2 separate regions of the Oryctolagus cuniculus genome follow, and region 1 is linked to region 2. The links are chromatin contacts, called in public Hi-C maps. All regions are on one chromosome and are shown on one strand. The core of a region is the stretch at or near the end of the contact, and the rest is flanking DNA. Distances in the headings are between cores, read along the strand shown. Region 1 has its middle 8.1 kb from the start of TMEM236. Region 2 holds the start of HACD1 (3-hydroxyacyl-CoA dehydratase 1).

Evidence for each region. Hi-C and Micro-C count contacts between places; a contact is called where the count stands out from the background.
Region 1: a contact with region 2 is called in a Hi-C map of psoas muscle, with 2.7 times the contacts expected there. The contact joins the enhancer-like site here to the promoter of HACD1 in region 2. A contact is called at or near these places in 3 of 6 Hi-C or Micro-C datasets (ear pinna, psoas muscle and an unstated tissue).

The regions. Positions count from the first base shown.
Region 1 is chr13:43,901,224-43,908,152 of mOryCun1.1, reverse strand. No RefSeq gene overlaps it. Among named protein-coding and RNA genes, the nearest start is that of TMEM236, 8.1 kb to the left of the region's middle. Within about 2 kb of position 2,087, at least 1 of the 8 cell types and tissues checked has an H3K27ac peak or open chromatin away from gene starts, as enhancers often do.
Region 2 is chr13:43,789,830-43,796,582 of mOryCun1.1, reverse strand. It overlaps HACD1 (3-hydroxyacyl-CoA dehydratase 1), which reads left to right and starts at 4,665. Exons shown (of 7, transcript XM_051821433.2): 1 at 4,665-4,974. The coding sequence starts at 4,742.

The sequences.
Region 1 (6,929 bases), core at 838-3,337, 110 kb before region 2:
GGAAAATAGTTCCAGAATATTCATGGTGTAGTGAGCAGTTGGAGAGGAGAGGAGGTGGAAAGTGGGTTGCAGATGCTATGTCAAAGAATATGATTGGTATCATACATTTTTATTTGAAAAAAAACTATAGCTATGGACTTAAATGCACATCTAAGAATCCAAAAACAGACTCAACAAGATATTCATAGTGTGATCTCTGGAGGAAGGACCAGATGGGGTAGAAAGAGTTTTCATTTTATATTAATATTGCCATAGTTGAGTATTTCACAAGCATACAATTTAGAGAACAATTTGAGACTATGAGACATTTTAAAAGTAATTCCAATTTAATAAAACTTTTGTGGTCTAATTTTTTTTTACCCTTTCCTGCACTGATTTGTTTTCCCTCTTTTTTCCTTAAGCATAAGCCGAATAAACAAATTTCACTTCCACTTATCGTGTTAGTGGTAGTGCTAGAGGCAAAAACAGCAAAAATGCAAGCAGAAGACAGGGGACAGTCTTGAGTAATTGTTGGGGGGGGGGGGGTTGAGCCATCTTTCCCACTCAGGACAGGGCTAGAAAGTATGATCACCACCCTCCATCATCCATGTTAAGAGCTTTCTCCTCTGTGCAGCCTTTCCTACCCTCCTTCTCCAAGGGAAAGTGAACATTTTCTCCTTTGTGCTAAACACTATTTGAATACTTCTGGGTAGCACTTACCTCCCTATATCATTTCTTTACACACAGGGCCCTCCACAAAATCATAAGCTCCTTGGAGGCAGGGTACAATATTTCTCAGCATGTAGCAGGCCCTTAATATGTATTTGGAAAGAATGAACTGTAGGAGGATTGGTAAGCGGTAGGGGAAATGTGCAGGCCTTCAACAATAGCTAATTCCTCTTTAACTGCAAGGAAATGCTGGCTTTTACACAGATATTTCAGAAGGAGAAATCGTGTACAATCTGTGCCAATATAATCTATATAGTCATTGAGCCCACATACCTTAATTCCCTTGCTTAGGCCCAATTAAAGCTACCACATCTCCTTCTGCCATGCCATGACTCTGTAGGATCTCCAAATGAGAAAGAAAAGACATGGTCCCTATGGTTTGCAGGATTATTCATTTCATGATGCATGTTAGGAAAAGACTATGATCCTTTCTAAGCACCAACAAAGACTTTACAAATGCTAGTGCTACAATATCTTCCTGAATCCGTGCATCCTCAAAAGTGCATACTGTATAAAGGATTTGAACCATTACCAGAAGAGGCTGTAGAGGACTGTCTAAGGTTTTTCTGGTCCAAGACAGAGCCTTTAATTATTTTAAGCTTTAGCCTTTCTCAGGTACCAACCACCTATCAACAGAATGGAAGGCAGGACACGTTCCTTCATGAATAATAGAGCAACCAGCTGGTCTAGCAAAGCAAAAGAATGTCATTAGGCCAAAACTAAGCTACCATGAGGAAATAATCCAGACCCTCACTGGGAGACAAAGACAGAGGGAGGTGAGAAAAGCTTTAAAAATCACCTGCTCTTCAGCTGGGACCTGTTTACTCCAGTCCTGATTCTTTCCCTTCTAAGTCCCCTGACGAATCTGCCATGCCACTGTGCTGCCAGTAACTGGGAGGACAGGGAAAGCGACATCTCCAAGCCTCAGACCCTTGACTTGGGCTGTGAAGAATCTTGTATCTCAGACTCCTATTTATTGCTGGGTTCAACAACTTCCTGGTAGAAAACAGATTGGTTTTCTGAAGCTGGATCTGTGGTGGAAAAACTGAGTCTTGTGGTTAGAATTCACTTCCATGTAGGAGTGTTGATGCAGTGTTTTTTATTTTAGTAAGCAGAAGATATCATTCTGTCCAAGGGAACACCTGTTCTCCACACTTCCAACTGTCATTTCCTTCCTGCAGGCAGGAAGTCAAAAACTGAAAGTCTCTGAAATTGTTAGTAAGATCATTTTTAATCTCAAGGTTTGTTCATTGTTTTCAGTATACAGTCTGGGAAGCAAAATGTGAAAACTGCCAGGAATGTCCTGGCATATCCGTGGTTTGTTTCCTGTGATCATTTGGCGTTGATGTGCAAAAAGGCAAGCGCTGGTGGTAATGAAGCTGCCGTCAGGATCACGCTGCACAGACAGCCTACGGAACAGGTGAAAGTCTACCTCTGGGCCTAATTACTGATTAGTTGTAATTTCCAAAGAGTTGCTAATCCTCAAAAGTGTGTGTTAGCAAATAAATCACTTGGAAAGAATTTAGTAAGATTATGTTACCATGTGATATATGCCCTTTTACCAAAGTTTATAATGTAAGACAAAGTAAAATTTCAACTTTCAGGCTATTAAATATTTGTAAGAGCAAATTTGTAAGACCAACGACAATAGCATATTCCCTTTTGCAACTCTTTTATAAAACTGGTAACTGTATTCTAACAAAAGGTAGAGAATTTTTTAAATTATTAAGAATCATTGTGCTCCTTGAAATGTTTTTCTACTATAATTACTCAGGTCTTACAACAGCACACAAATTGTGTAAATAGGATCTTAGAACTGGAGAAACAATCTTAAAGAAAAAAGGAAGTTACTACATTCTATGATTCTACAATTTTATTTTTCAAGACTTCCACAATTTGAGTTATCCTTTCAGTATTTCAGAGTAACAAGTTTAAGCAAATAAGACTTATTTAAATGTAGTACATCTGTAAACAATTTGCATAAACTTATCCCAAAATTTACACAGATGTTTTCTCCTAAATTTCCCAAAGCCTCACTGCTGAAGACTTAATACAGTTGCAGCTCTTCAAGTTTTGATTACTTAAAATAACTTGAAACCAGGTAGTAATGCTGCCCATATTCTCACAAAATAAGCGAGAATAATAATTATTCACTTAATTTGGTCAACATGGATAAAATAGTTGAAATTCAAGTGGTTTGCCTGTATGCAGTGCTCTCTAACTCCACTGGGTGGTGCAGATTCGGTTTGTTCTGTGAAGATTTGAGTTGATATTGTGGGACTGGAATCTTCTAACCTAAGTTCCCCATTTTAAAAAATTCAGGCTATAAAGGTACGAGTCTTGTGGAAGACAATATCCAGCCAAGCACCACATCAGGCTGTTTCAGTCAACAATGAACTACATAGCTCACAGTGGTCCCATGTGATTACAATGGTGCTGCAACATTCCTATCGCCTAGTGACATCACAGCAGTGGTACAAGACATTACTCATGGGTCTGTGGTGATGCTGGTGTACACAAACCTGTTCAGATACACAAATACGTATCATTGTGCTACAGGTGCCTACAATATTCAGGACGGTACTATGCTATCCATAGCCTGGGAGCAGTAGGCTACCCCACACAGCCTGTCTGCATACTAGGCTATACTACTGAGGTTTAAGTATGTGCTGTGACATTCACACAAGGACAAGTCACCTAAAGATAACTTTCTTAAAAGGTATCCCCATAGTTAAGCAATATAAGATTGTATCTTAGGGCCGGCACTGTGGTGTAGCGGGGTTAAGCTGCCGCCTACTGTGCTGGCATCCCAAATGGACGCCGGTTCAAGTCCCGGCTGCTCCACTTCCGATCCAGCTCTCTGCTATGGTCTGGGAAAGCACTGGAAGATGGCCCAAGTCCTTGGGCCCCTGCACCCACGTGGGAGACCTGGAAGAAGCTCCTGGATCCTGGCTTCAGATCAGCACAGCTCTGGCCATTGCGACCAACTGGGGAGTGATCCAGCAGATGGAAGACCTCTCTCTCTGTCTCTGTCTCTCTCTCTCTGTCTTTCTCTCTCTCAGCCTCTCTTTCTCTGTGTAACTCTGACTTTCAAATAAATAAGTAAATCTTTAAAAACAAAAAATATTGTATCTTATATTCTGTAAATATGGCCAATTGAGCTTTATAAACATTCAATGAGGCAAGTCAAAGGCTTCACCTCATCAAAAGCCCCCCTCCCCCAGTGGCTTCTCAGCTTTAACCTCATAGGGTTAAAACAGAGGGAACCTTCCTTGTCACATAGACAGCAGGGACCCACCAATTTGCCATCACCTGGTGCCTCTCACAGTGTGCCTTATCAGGAAGCTTGGCCCAGGACCCAAACCCAGGCACATGGCAAGTGAGCATCCTAAGCAGCGTCTTAACTGCTAGCCAAATGCCTGTCCCTAGACTCTCTTCAGCGTCCTAATAAAAAAAAAAAAAACTATTAAAGTTGCTACAAAACATGTCCAGCCTAGCTGGAAACAATATTAGTCCTTATGATTTCTTAAACTATTAAATTCTAATCTTGTACTATAGTTTCAAACTTGAGTGTTTTATTTCCCTTATTCATTTGTAAATAAATGAATTAAATACAACACATTGACAATATCTTGGAAAGATCCGAAGACTACCAGTTTCAACAATTTGTCATGAGGACTCACAGGACTCAGAATATTGTACTTGAAGCAAACTTAGTGGTGAGAGAAGGCGTACAGGATGAAGTTCAGGAGAAAGGAGGCACAATCCAAGGGCCTTCTCCCAATTGAGTCACATGGGTAATGGACATGATTAGTCCTCGAGTAACAAGCAATGACAACACATGAAATGTTGCCAGCAGGAAAGCTCACTGGAGACTCAGTGCCTGGGGTTTTCACTGGGCACGGATTCTGTAGGTACTCTTTGCCTAGACTCCCAGAAGGAAAACAAGGGTTCAGCATAAACCTTGTAAGTTGGGCAAATCATTTAGGCATAGCAAGCTACTTTTGTCAGTTCTGGGAACAGTGGTAACATTCCCCAAATCCAGGTTCCCAGACAGCAGCTAAGGGAAACCTGGTAATAGGTCTTTCAAAAGAAAGCAGTCAGACTTGCTGTGCTAACTTTTCTGTCCAGTTATTCATCATTAGATCCCACTAGGACTCACCTGCTAAATTCCATCTTCAATTCTGTTATTGTTAAATTGAGACAATCAGAATTAAAGAAATGAGGAATACATACAAAGAATTGGGGTTATATTTTATAACTGTTTACATTTATGTTTTCAAAAAGTCACCATTCATTGGAGCAAATTTTTCAGTCCTGTGTTATTTAATTGTAGACAAACCAATTACATGTAAACAGCTAGCTAATCATAATTAAATACAGAAGCAAAACACGTGGTTTAAATTACTACCACAGATATGCTTTAGTTTCTATTTTTAATAGTTACTTAGAATCTGGCAAGGCATTAATCTAAATGCCTCTCCTCCATTATGATAACACGACTTTGAACTTGTAAAACAGGGCCAGTATCAGACTATTGATGGATTGATTTGGACTGGAAATAAATCCATTAGCCTCAATAATTAAGGATGTTGAATGACCCGACAAATATAATTATTAGTAGGATCTAGATTTGCTGATGCTGAAAAATGTTTTGGCAAGACTCTGGCCAAGCCTGAGATGAACACCTGGACTCAGCACTGTGCTGTAAGAATGAGTTGTGGTGCTATGACAGGGCCCCAAATCACACTCTACATACAAGAGGCTGTGTCCCTGGGGATAGAAGAAAGGAACACATTAATCAACAGTCTCCTTTATCATCTTTCCTGGAAGATGCCAATGATTGTAACACATGGGATCCTGCTAGAATATTTTCTAAAGGGGGCCAGCGCTGTGGCATAGCAGGTTAAGCCACCACCTGCAGCAGTGGCATCCCATGTGGCTGCTCTACTTCTGATCCAGCTCCCAACTAATAGCCTGGGAAAGCAGCAGAGGATGGCCCCTGCACCCACTTGGGACACCTTAAAGAAGCTCCTGGCTCCTGGCTTCAGATCAGCCCAGCTCCAGCCATTGCAGCCATTTGGGGAGTGAACCAGTGGATGAGAGCTCTCTCTCGCCCTCCTTCTGCAACTCTCCCTCTCAAACTAATAAACAAACCTTTTAAAAAAAGAATATTTTCTTAATAAAAAAGTGTTTTGAAGAACATGTAGACTTATAGGTAATCATATAGGTTCCTTTGCTAATTTTTTCATATGTTCAGGAATATCATCTGTAAAATTTATCCATCTTCACAGCTCCTAGCTATAATGACAATATTAAGAGGCTCCATTGGTAGGGTGGAGCAAGATAACAGAAAATCTTGATATTAGGCTAGGGAAATTTAGACTGACTCTATAGGACAGGTGTTCAAAAGACAGGCTACATAAATGAGTTCTAAGTGTCTCTGAAGCACCTGCAATTATGTGTAAAACTTCAGGCAGGAGCATTGGAAGTTCCACATCTTTATTCAGCTTTTCAAAGGGGACTGTGATCTCAGAATGTTAGTGAAGCCTTAGACCAAATGAGTAAGGTGACTTACTTCAAAAGGAGGAGGTTCTATCATATAATATATGGAATCCTGACCAGAATATTTTAATAGTCTTTATTTTGAAGAACATATAGACTTAACGGAAATTATAGAATCACTGTTGTCCAAACTAGTGAGACCGAAGGATGACTTGGGGCACTTGATAAACTACAGCTTTCTAGTCCTATCCCAGATCAATTAAATCACAATCTCCTTGCAGACAGACTGGGAATCTGTATTCTAACAACTATGATACAGTGTGGGGAATAGAAGATTTTAGCATCTTTAGAATTATGCCAGGCTAGACATTTTATAGCTGCATAATTTTTATGGAATTGTTTCTATTGATAAAAGTCTGTAGTACTCTCTAGTTCTTGAGGTTTGATAAGAAAATGGTACTTCAGGGAGTCATTTCTGATGCTGCTAGAAAATAAAGCTCTGAAGTTGCTTGTATATAAATTATCTTCTCCAGAAAATTCAAATTATTATTTAAAAAAAGACACACATGATTCATTGCTTGAGTCTCTAACAGTAAATTAAACATGAGGTCAACAGCTAACAGTAGTATAACATATCAGAAAATTATGAACAGTTTGCTCATCCTTCAGATTCTTCCAAGATACAGCAGTTGCTGATCCTATGATAGTTGGGCCAA
Region 2 (6,753 bases), core at 3,416-5,915:
ACGGCAAAAGGAAGACCTTTCTCTCTGTCTCTCTCTCTCACTGTCCACTCTACCTGTCAAAAAATAAAAAATAATAAAAAATAAATAAACAATATGCCTTTCACACATTCCTTATCCTGGTGATGGCCTGAGGCTTAGTGTCCAGCTCATGACCAGGTGCTCTGCTCACAAGAAGCTTGTTTATGGGCAGACCCCCTTGGAGCTCTTGTCTGACTCCTGTCCAGTGTATTCCTACCAAGATAGAGATTCTCAAGGAGAGCCCTGGCTGGGGAACAAGCTTGCTTCTGTCGTGTTGGTCAAGTGAGACACAGAGGAGGCCACTCAACAAACATGAAATCACAGAATCAGTTTATGGCTTACAGATCCCAGAGAAGCAGATGGAATGCCTCACAGGGCCAACAGGAAGCAGTGAGACATCTGACATGGTGCTTAACCAAGAAAAATGATGAGAGAGAAAGAGAGATTGAGAGACCAGTCTCCAAAGCCTTTATTGGGTTGAGCATGTTATCCAAGCAGGTTTCCCTTCGAAGTTTTGATTGGTGGTACAGAACAGGCAGATGAGAGTTCTGTGGAGTCGCGCTGTGATGTGACTAAGAGGTGGTCATAGCCACCCATTTATGGTGGGACCTTGGGGTCAATGGGGCAACTCGAGTAGGCTGTATCCAGTTATCCCTTAGGGAGTTGGTCACCAGGAGGTAGTTGTATAAGGCCAATATCTGGATTGGCCACCTTGGGGAAAAGGAGGGAGGCAGAGTAACTAGGAACTCTGTTAAGAGTGACTAAACCCTAGCTCTGGTATGAGAAAGTCCAACATATTCAAAATGGATGCCCAGGCAACAGAAAATTTTAATAATTCACTACAGCATTGGAGCCCCACATTCCTTTCTCCATTTCTTGCTCTATGCATTTCTTCTATTTGATCCTGAGTTGTATCCTTTTTTAAAAAATATTTATTTTTTAAAATTTATTTAAAATGCAGAGTTATAGAGAGACAGAGGTAGATAGAGAGATCTTCCATCTGCTGATTCACTCCCCAAATGGTGGCAAAGGCCGGAGCTGGGCTGATCTGAAGCCAGAAGCTAGGAGCTTCCTCCGCGTCTCTCACGTAAGTACAGGGGCCCAAGCACTTGGGCCATCTTCTGTTGCTTTCCCAGGCCATAGCAGAGGGCTGGATCAGAAGAGGAGCAGCCTGGACATGAACAGGTGCCCAAATGGGATGCCAGTGCCACAGGCAGAGGCTTAGCCCACTCCGTCACAGTGCTGGCCCTGTGTTCAGACTTTTAAAAATATTTATTTGAAATGCACAGCATCAGAGAAAGGAACAGATATCCTCTGTCTGCTGCATATTCTCCAAAAAGTTACAATGGCCGGAACTGGATCAAGTCAAACCCAAGACTGTGGATCTGCATCTGAGTCTCTCACATGGGTATCAGGAGCCCATGGATTTGGGCCATCTTCTGCTGCGTTCCCAGGCACATTAGCAAGGAACTGGATAAGATGTGCCACAATGCCAGCCCCTATCTGTTCTGGCTTGACAAATATATATACCTCTGTAATCAACTCATTAAACATTTGCATTATATCAAAAACATTCCTGTGTTTTAAGCCATGGCTTGCAATGCCTACATCCCATTTCAGAGTGCTGGTTTGAGTCTTGGCTCTTCTGCTTCCAATCTACCATCCTGCTAATGCACCCTGGGAGGCAGCAGATGATGGCTCAAGCATTTGGGTCCCAGTCATACACATGGGAGACACAGATGGATTTCCTGGCTCCTGGCTTCAGCCTGGCCCATTTCTGGCTATTGCAGGCATTTGGTGAATGAACCAGCAGATGGAAGATCTTCCTGTTTCTCAAACTTTCAAGAAGATAAAAGTAAATAAGTTTTAAAAAGTATCTCTTCTATTCAAAAACATCTCCAGCCCCAGGCAACATTATTTTTATTTTGTTCACTCTAGCTTAATTTTCTTTTTCTAGAGTTTCATATAACAGTAATCATGTACTACTTTTTTTTTTTTTAAGTCTGCCTTCTTTCAGGCACCATACAGTTTGAGATTCATTCATGCTGCTTATATAGTGGTTTATTCCTTTTTATTGTTGAGCAATATCCCATTATACCAATACAATACAATACAATTGGTCTCTTCTGTGTTGATGGATATATGGGATATTTTTAGTTTGGGATTACTATGACTAAAACTGCTATGAATATTTGTGTCCAAGTCTTTGTGTGAAATATATTTTCATTTCTTGTCCTTAAATAAGAATGGAATTTCTGGATCTATTGGCAAGTACGTGTTTGTAAGAAATTGCCAAATTATTTTCCAAAGTACTGTTCTCTTTAACTTTCTGTGAGAATGCCAGTTGCTTCACATCTTTGCCAAGGTTTAAAATTATTAACCACTTTAGCAGTGGTAAGTGTAGTATAGTATATCTCACTGTGGGATTAATTTGCATTGCTAAATGACTACCTCTGTTAGCTTCTTTGTAAAGTATCTATTCAGATCTTTGCTCACTTAAAAAATCAGGCTGTTTTTATTGAGTTGCAAGGATTCTTTATATATCAGGTATGCAAGGTCTTTTCAGACACACATATTGTGAATACTTCCACTCTTTAAATGTTTTTGGAAGAACAGACTTTTACATTTTGATGCTGAATCTGCCTTTTCTTAGTACTTTTTTGTACCTAAGAAATCACCTTCCCCAAGGTCACAAAGATTTTGCTGCGTTTTCTTGTACAAGTATTAGAGCTTCAGCTTTTCTATTTAGGGGCCTGATCTATTTCAAGTTACTTGTCTCTGTTGTAAGGTAAGGGCCAAGATTCATTTCTTACAAGAATATTCAATTGCTCCATTTAGTGAAAAGATTGCATTTCACACTGAATTACTTTAGCTTCTTTTTAGAAATGGACTGTATACACATGAATGCATATGAGGACTCATTTTGTTTTGTGGACCAGTAGGCCTTTCTGATGCCTACTACCTTGTACGGAAAACTGTAGTTTTAGAGTAAGTTTTAAAATCAGGTGTGCATGTGCTCCAACTTTGTTCTTTCTATGCATTTCCATCTAAATCTTAGCCATTAAGTGGTCAAATAAAAAAAAAAAGTCCTGTTAGGATTTGGGGACAAATGTCATTTAACAGAGATGTCTTCCATTTCAAGAACATGGATTATCTATATTTTTCATTTCTCTCAACAGTGATTTTTATTTTAAGCAACGATTTATAATTTTCAGCGTACAGTTCTTGGTTTTATATATATATATCTGTATGTAATTTATGTTTTGTGTATACTTTGTTTTGGATGCTGATGACCATAGTACAGCCATACAGTTATTTTATATTTCATTTTCCAGTTCTTTGCTAGCATACAGAAAAAAAAATACAGATTTTCATTACATTGCCACTAGTTTCCAGTAGCTTTTTCTTTAGGCTTCCTCATGATTACCAGTCTTTTAAAATTATGCAGTGTTGTCATTTGCAAGTAATTTTATTTCTTCCTTTTCTACTTCAGTGCCTTTTTAGATGAGTTCATAGTTTCCGGTAAGGCTGAGCACCCTCCAGCTACTACACCTGCCTCCTATCTCGCTCTTTCCCCACAGGAACTTCTTGCTGAAGGCCTTCTAAAACCCCCGAGAACGCCGGCGGGGCCTCCGGGACGAAGCTCCCAGAGCTAAGACCCGGGCGCACGGGGTCCCGGTTCCTCCCCTTCGGTGCGCTCAGTCGCTGGCGTCCACTCCACACCCGAGGAGCTCCTGAACGGGATCCTGGCTGCCCGTGGCTGGGCTCGGGGGCCAGGAGAGCCGCCTAACAAGCAGGGGACTTCCACCGACCGGCGCAGAATTTCTCTTTCGGGATGAAGTAAAGGGAGGTGGCGGTGGGACGGTTCCAGGCCTGTTCGCACTTTTTTCATGGATACAGTCACTTAAATCTTCCCACGGCCCTCCACTGTGGCTCAAAGACAAAATTCTTCCTGAAGAAACTAGTTCCCTCCGCTAATAAGATGGGCGGAGTCAGGGATCTGGGGATTGGATTTCAGTAACCCGACTCCAGAGCCTAACTCAGGGAAGCGCCGTTTGGAAAACGCGTGGACTCAGGGAGGAACGGGATACGGGGCTCGGAGGGGCTCGCTTCCCCGCGGGCCACACGGCGCTCTCGCTGGCCCCAGGGCTTGGAACGGCTCTTCCCCGCCGCCTGGCCCCGGCCTCGTCCCCGCCAGCTTCCCGACGACACGTCGGCGCGGAACTGAAATCCGTGCCACCAGGGCAGCGTCTTCTGCAGCAGTGCAGGCGCGCGCGACACGCTCGCATTCTCCCCGCCCCGCCAAAGAGCACACGGCGCGACGTGGCCGCTCGCCTCCGCTCCGCAAAGTGTTCGGCGGAGGGTCCCGCCACCGGCTCCCGCACCCACAAAAGCACTTTCCCCGCGCCTGGCCCCGGGCAGCCGCACTCGCCAAGGCGCACTTCCCAGGGCACCTGCCGTCTGCGCGTCTCTCTAGGAACACGTCCCCCTGCTGCTAGCACGCGGGGAGATTTTTCCACCGAGCCGCCTACAACGCCTCAGCAGCGGCTCCCGCGGCCCAGAGCCCCCCGTGTCCAGGCCGGCCGCCCCGGCCCCCGGCGCGCGCGCGCTCCCGAGAGGCGGGGGCAGGGGCGGGGCGGGCGGCGGGCGGCGGCCGGGGGCGCCCGCTCCTCCCCCTCGCGGCGGCCCGGCTGGCGGCGCTGAGTCCCCCTGCACGCGGCACATGGGGCGGCTGACCGAGGCGGCGGCGCGCGCGGCAGGGCCCCCTCCCACTCCCCTGCCCCTCTCGTCCACGGCCCTCGGGTGCGTGGCCACCATGGTGTCCAGCGAGGAGGACGGCACCAACGGCGGCGCCTCGGAGGCCAGCGAGGAGAAGGAGGCCGCCGGCAAGAGGCGGCGGCGCGGCTTGCTGGCCACCGTCTGGCTCACCTTTTACAACATCGCCATGACCGCGGGGTACGTGCGCCCCCGCCGTCTCCCTCGCCCCCGGCTCCCAGGCCTCCGCTAGCTTCCGCGCCGGGGACCTGAGGGGCTCGGGGCGGGGGCCGGGCTGGCCGGCGGGCGGGGCTGGGCGCGGGGGGCGAGCGGGCCGGGCGCGGGCGCGCGCGGCGGTTCGCGGGTGGTCGCGGCGCGGCGCCGGGGCGCGGGCGGCCGGCGTGGGGGAGGGGCGCGGGCGCCGCCACGGCCGCGGCCGCCGGGTTGAATGGAGCGGAGCGGGGCGGGGGGGCCGGGGCTCGGCTCGCTGGGCATTGCCTAATACGGTGCACGGCGTGGCGCGGCGGCCGCGGGGCGCGGGCCGGAGGTTAAGTATAGACCCGGGCAGGAATGCGGGGCCGACCCGCGGGGGAGGCGACTGCGGCGCGGCCGCCCCCGGTGCCGCCGCCTCCGGCTGCTGTGCAAGAAGCGCCCGGGTCCGGCCAACCCCCCGAGCGCGGAGCTGTCCGGCCGGTGGCCCAGATCCGTTTCCTGGGCACTTCCTCGTGCGGGCAGAGTTTTCTGAACTCTGTTTCACCGTGACTTTTTATTTTTTTTTTAAATCACAGTAGGTCCCAGAGTTTCTCAGCTGGGACCCTACCTTATGGGAGCCTGGCCGCCGTGTCCAGCATCTTTAGGGCCTCATGCTCCCTGACTGATACCCCGAACGTGTATCCTGACTAACGTTACACAGTGACTTTAGCTCTTCAGTGAGCTGTCGAAGTGAGTTCTGTGTCAACTGCGTATCAGAACCTGCTGGGAAAATGATTTTTCCTTTCTAAATCGCACTGGCTTTTAAAACGGCAGTTTTCCCATTATCACACGAAGTATTATGAAGTATGCGGAGGGGAAAGTTAAAACTGTTTTTCAGTGTTTATAAGAAGCTGATGGACAAGAGTTTAAGTTGCCGAGGGTGGTATTGAGTATCTGTTAGGTGCTTAGCGCGCGGTGCTGAATACCACACGTGGTAAAATGAACCGTGCTGGTTATTTTAGTTACCGCGTTTTTAGTCCTCTCTAGTCCTGTGAGGGGTACGTGGTGTTAGCATAGATTGGGAAACTGAGGCACAGAGCGATGAAGTCCCTAGCTGCAGATCCCAGCCAGCCAGTGTCATCTGTGGATTCCGACTCCCTTACTTTGACTCCAGGGCTGTGCTACTTTTCATTTTCCCGCCTGCCTTAATTTTATAATCTCACGTGCTGCTGCCTTTAGATGACAGTAGGAGATGCAGGACCTCTCGGTGGTAGTCTCCTCCCGTCAACATTTCTGGCACACTTGCCATGTGTTAACTGGTTTAGCTGTCTCTTTTTTTCCAAGTCCACTCTCCATTTCTAAAGCCAGGTTACCATTTCAAAAATGAAAATCAGCGCCTAATTCCAGTGTTGAGTCTTTGGCGACTCTCAGTCACTTCCACCCTAATCTAAGGGACTTGGGGTGTCACTCGGGAGTGTTTGCAGTATGCTCCCTGCTTGTCCTTTCTGATTTTCTTGCATGTGACATCTCTGACACATTTTCAGAAACACCACGTTTTCATGGCTCCCCCCATCTTTGCACAGCCTGTTCACTTCTGGTGTAGTGTCCTCATTTCTCCCAAGACTTCTGTCTAATCAGTCAGCCTCTTTGAACTTCACTAGGTGTTCTCCCTCACCTGAGCAGAATTAAGTGATTTCTCCTTTTTTAAAAAAATTTTTAAAATTTATTTGAGTGGCAGAGTTACAGAGAGAGGGGGGAGAGAGAGAGGTATTCCATCTACTCATGCAC